Regions from separate parts of the Mus musculus genome. Here region 2 is linked to region 1. The links are chromatin contacts, called in public promoter capture Hi-C maps. All regions are on one chromosome and are shown on one strand. Each heading gives the region's core, a stretch centred on a gene start, on an enhancer-like site or on the middle of the called end of the contact. The rest is flanking DNA. Distances are from core to core; before and after follow the strand shown.

Region 1 (2,700 bases), core at 32-2,531:
AGAGAACTTGACTGTGGCTATGCAACTCATTTCTTCTGTCTATCCATCCGTTGACAGATACGTGGATTGTCTGGCTGTTATGAATTGTGCTGTATTAACACAGAAATATGAATGTCTCTTTGACATACTGATTGTATTTCTTCTAAATATTTCCTGTAATTGGTCACTGGGTCATTTAGAAGTCCTCTTTAATTTTGGAGGAACATCTCTGGCATTTGCCATAATGACTGTGCTTCTTTACATTCCAAGCCAGGGTGTGTAGGAATTCCTTGTCTTCACATCCTCCCTGACTGTTGTTGTCTTTAGACTTTCCAAAAGTTGCTCTTCTTACTAGGGTGAGGGAGTATCTTACTGTGACTTCTATTCACATTTCCCTGATGACTAGCAATGTCAGTTCTTCTCCTACACTTGTTCCAGTTTGAATGCACCCTCTTGGAAAATGCCTAATTAGATCCACTGCCAACCTTTAAATGGAATTACTTGGCTTCTTGGTTCCTGAGCTTTCGAAATGCATTCTGTGCCCTGGGAGTCAGGGGTCTGCTTTACATCTGCTCTCTTGCATCTTGTGGGCTGTCTCTGGATCCTGTTGCTTTTCTCTGTGTTTTTGGCAGGAACTTTTAGTTCGCTGCAATCCCGTTTGTTTATTTTTAGTTTCTTTTGTTTTGGGGTCTTGTGAAAAAAAAATCCATCCCATTTCACTGCTGTGAAGCATTACACCTATTATGTTTTTCTTATAATAAGAACATACGTTTCTTATTTCAGGTTTTACACTTAAATCTTCAAGGTATTTTTGAGTTGATTTTTGTACCTGGTGAGAGATAGGCATCTGATTTCGTTCTCTATCTAGTGGATAGCTGATATTCTTCAAACCATCTATCGATAGATGGCCATTTCTACAGTGCATGTTCTTGCATTGTTGTCTTCTGCTGGTTTGTTTCCTGCAACAGGGTCTCTGAAGAGCCAAATACAGGCAACCGTGGCCTGGGAACAGCCTTAGGCATTCCCCAATACAGTGTTCCAATACAGTAGCAAACTGGTGCAGCCACTATGGAAGTCAGAATGGAGAATTCTAAAGAGCTACAAATAGATCTACTATGACTTAGCTCTATCACTCCTTGGCAATATGTCCAAAGTACTTAACATCATACTCCACAAATGTTTGCTCAATCATGTCCTGTAGTCTCCCCTCTCCCAGCCTGAAACCTGCTTGCTCAGGGGTGGAGCTTTCTGCTCATTCGTTCTGCCACGCCCACTGCTGGAACCTGCGGAGCCACACACGTGCACCTTTCTACTGGACCAGAGATTATTCGGCGGGAATCGGGTCTCCTCTCCCATCCTTTATAACTAGTGTCGCAACAATAAAATTTGAGCCTTGATCAGAGTAACTGTCTTGGCTACATTCTTTTCTCCCAAAAGGTACCGAGAGCCACGGGTGTGGGTCTTATCAGTACCCACGGGAGGAATCGGGTCCATGTCCACCCAAGCCAAGGTTAAAAGCCCACTCATCTACGGATGAGAAAATCATTTGATCACCTCAGTTAAGCGTTGCCTTATTTAACTTAATTAATAGGGGGGAGAGAGATTGGAGACGTACTATTGAAAGGGCAAGCCCTTCACTGCCTCTGCCTCCCACCCAAATAAAAAAGCCAATTGGCTTTGTACTACAAGAGCCGGTCGAACTCCTTCTCCCTGTTTCCCACCTATCATCCAAACATGCGGAGGAATATCAACTTAGTGTTATTCTTATTATAGTGTATTTCACATTTGTTCAGTCAAACTTAGCCAGAGTTCCAACGCCCTACTTAAAATTCAACTAGAAAGTTACCTACCAAGTACTAATTAGCATTATAAAGTCAGAGCCTACAGCTCCAGGCTTTTCAGTTAGTTGTTTACTAAGAAAGGTCACTCTTAGCCAGATACAGTTTACCATAAGAAAAGTTAAGGAATCCCAGGAAAGCAAGTTTTTTCTTTAGCCCTAGATTCCAGGCAGAACTATTGAGCATAGATAATTTTTCCCCCCTCAGGCCAGCTTTTTCTTTTTTTAAATTTTGTTAATAAAAGGGAGGAGATGTAGTCTCCCCTCCCCCAGCCTGAAACCTGCTTGCTCAGGGGTGGAGCTTCCTGCTCATTCGTTCTGCCACGCCCACTGCTGGAACCTGCGGAGCCACACACGTGCACCTTTCTACTGGACCAGAGATTATTCGGCGGGAATCGGGTCCCCTCCCCCTTCCTTCATAACTAGTGTCGCAACAATAAAATTTGAGCCTTGATCAGAGTAACTGTCTTGGCTACATTCTTTTCTCTCGCCACCTCTTCTCTAGCCCCTCTTCTCTTCCAGGTTTCCAAAATGCCTTTCCAGGCTAGAACCCAGGTTGTGGTCTGCTGGCCGGACACAACAATGTCCATTTGCTGTCTATGAACAAAAGGTAGGAAATAGGAAAAAAAAACCTAAATGTCCTACAATCAATAGATGGATAATGAAAATACGATATATGCACACTATAGAATACTGTTTAGCAGAAAAGAAAAATGAAATCATGCAGGTGAATGGTTAGAAGTAGAAAAGATTATATTGATTGAGGTAACTGAGACCCAGAAAGACAAACATGCTCTCTCCCATTGGAGGCTCTTGGCTCCAAATCATCAGATGTGAGCACACAGCCTGCAGTTACTACAGAAGGCAGGAGAGTAAAATGGGAC
Region 2 (2,700 bases), core at 164-2,663, 220 kb after region 1:
TGATCTCAAATGAAACTTCTAGGGAGAGAATGACCAAGACTGTTGTTACTCCGTGTTGTCATAAGACAACAAGGAACTATGACGTTTATTCCAATGTAGGCATGCTACTACCTGCTTTCCACCATATTGGCAATAGCAGTTAAGGACGGTTGTCAAGCGACCGACACAACATGCACACACTGCTGAGATGCAGAACAAAGCCTGGGTGGCTGCCTAAAATCGGTCTCTCCAAATGACAGCCCCAATTTATGACACCAGTCTAAGGCTTGCGGGGATTTGCGACGTCTTTTTCTCTGTTGGTGGGGAAGAAAGAGATGAAATTTGGAGAGCTCCAAGCAGTGGCCTGGGCTTCCATCTGTTTGTGCGGGGCAGAAAGGCTTACACACATATTCATTAAACTTGATCTGAAGCGAGCGAGTCTGTGAGGTCGTTTCTGAAATATTCATAAGGTCTGTTACCGGACTCGCCACTTAGAGGTTGAGCAGAAACACGACGAGGGGGAGCAGTTGGTGCCCACACTTGGAAATAAAGGCACTAGGAAAAACAGCACACCTCGCTCCACTGTTCCTGTTTTAACAGCTCCTCACGGCTGCTCTCCGCCCGCCTGTTCAATTGCACCTGCCCAGGAGATGCTCCAAGAGTGGAGTTTCCTGGAGTAGAAGGAGGTGCGCTCGCCAGCCCTGCAGACCTGGCTCAGGGTGGAGGCTCAGAGACCTCTGGTTTACAGCTCTGCCACTCTGCCGCCTGGCACCGCCCCGGGGCCTGACCGGCAGGACAGAGGGCTCCTTAGGGGCCAGGACCCTCCACTTGCCCCAGCCAGGCCGCTCTTTGTTCCCGCTTGGGATTCCTCCCTAAGCACCAGCAGTGGCGTTCAGTCGCTAGGCGACCTGCGCCCCAGGGACGCAAACAGCTTCCAGCGCTGACCCGCAGCGCCGCGGGTTGTTATTTCCCGGCTCACGATGAGAAAGAGGATTTAGTCTTGGGTGACTCGGGCGCTCCGGCACCCAGGTAGTGCGCACTTTCATTCACGTCCCCTCACTGTCCCCATTTATTTTGTACCCTACACACACAGGTCAGCTGCCACCTCTCTTTTTTCCAAGGGCATTCACCCTTGGCTCCTCTAGGGTCGCGACTCACCGGAGCAGAGACAGTGGTGGGCTCAGCAGCTCTGGGATCGCAACAGTGTGGTCTCCATCTCCGCCTTCGCTCCTGCTACGCACTAGCGACCGTGATCGCCGCGGCTGGTCCCCGAGCGGATGCTGGACAGAGGCGGCCGCGGCTGCCGCACTGGCTGCGGGCGCGGGAGGGGCGGGGGCGGGGCGGGAATCTGGGTCGCGTGGAGCCCTGCAAGCCGGGTTGCACCCTGGGCAGCGGGCAGAGAGGAGGCGACCGAGAGCAGCTGGGGAGGGCGTGCAGAGGTTTCCCTGGGAGCAAGACGCTGGCGGCTACTGAGCATGCTCAGTCGCGGAACCCCGGGGCGCGGGCGCGGCGGGGAGGAGTGAGCTCAGGCCCCCGCGCCAGAATGTGGGAAGAAAGGGTTAAAACTGCGCACTTGGCCGCAGTGGCCTAGTTTAACTGTGCAGGAGTCAGAGTCGACCACCCCTAAAGAAGTCCAGGGTTGTGAACCTGGGAAGACCTGTCAGTGGGATTCCTGAAGAATCTAGGGCAAGGAATGTTCTCCAGTTCCTCTGAGGTGGATTATCCAGAAGGCAAAGTTTGTTTTTAGTTTATTTGTTTTTTTACCTCCTCCCAATTCAGATACCCAACCCTCACTTGCTTTCCTGTGTGTTCTGACTCCCCCCAGGCATCCCCTTCCTCTCTTGATTCTTGGACAGGTCAGGTGAAGTTGTCAAAGAGCCAGTTCTTTAATTAGGTGTAACTGAGAGCCCCGGTGGGTCTTCCCTGGCCCAGGCCTGTGTTTCATCGAGGGTTTCATAAACAACAGCTCATTACAAGTTTAAGTATAATGGGATAAATTATAGATATCCTGGTCTGCAATTATTTGGGGGGAACACTGCCTTCTTGCAGTGGAATGGCTGAACTCCCGAACACCCACACCCTTCCTCAGTCCTATTTTCGGTTTTATGTAGAACGTCTTCATAGATAAGAGTTTCCGAACAACACAGGGAAACTGACTTCTTCAAAAGGCTTTGATTTTGCTCGTGGTGTTCCGATCTTCTGGTTTACCTTACCCTTTCCGTTCCCCTTCATGACGACCTACTCACTCTCTGTGATCAATGTTACCTTCTCTGAAACGTGGCTGCAATACAAGTTAATGCCTGGCTGTCAGAGATCATCTGGACACGCTGCTGTCACATAGTAGAGTTGGTTACTGCTGTATAAGAAGGTCAAACAACCAAGCCAACTGTTTTGTGCAGGCACGGAACAATGTGCTGAGAAAACAACAACAAATAAGACAGACAGGTTTTTCTCCTCAGAGAATTTACAATCTGTTGAAAACGACAGGCAAGCCAGAATGGCGGCAGCACTTGGGAAGCAGAGGCAGGTGGATTTCCTGAATTTGAGGGCAGCTTGGTCTACATAGTGAGTCCAATAACAATCACAAAACCAGAGAAAGGCAACAAATACCTAAAATGGAGAGTATTATCAAGAATAAAGGTCAAGTTGTTTTTGACTTTGTGTTACCCATCAAATGAATCTACCGAGACTTGACTTATCTCTGAAACAATGGATAATAAT

The links. Promoter capture Hi-C pulls out the DNA fragments that hold promoters and counts their contacts.
Region 2: a promoter capture Hi-C map of embryonic stem cells shows a contact between it and region 1, with 2.5 times the contacts expected there. The contact joins the promoter of Elmod1 here to the enhancer-like site in region 1. A contact is called at or near these places in 12 of 39 promoter capture datasets (the 3T3-L1 cell line, embryonic stem cells, epiblast stem cells and 8 more), 1 of 15 datasets of contacts at CTCF or cohesin (embryonic stem cells), 43 of 484 Hi-C or Micro-C datasets (B cells, CD4 T cells, the HL-1 cell line and 17 more), 6 of 115 datasets of contacts at active chromatin or transcription factors (embryonic stem cells and epiblast stem cells) and 1 of 9 other capture datasets (embryonic stem cells).

Annotation. Positions count from the first base shown.
Region 1 is chr9:53,754,715-53,757,414 of GRCm38.p6, forward strand. No RefSeq gene overlaps it. Among named protein-coding and RNA genes, the nearest start is that of Slc35f2, 15 kb to the right of the region's middle. Within about 2 kb of position 1,282, at least 11 of the 459 cell types and tissues checked have an H3K27ac peak or open chromatin away from gene starts, as enhancers often do. A contact at or near this core is called in embryonic stem cells, where this site is marked.
Region 2 is chr9:53,973,888-53,976,587 of GRCm38.p6, forward strand. Elmod1 (ELMO/CED-12 domain containing 1) reads right to left here and starts at 1,414. Exons shown (of 11, transcript NM_177769.4): 1 at 1,138-1,414.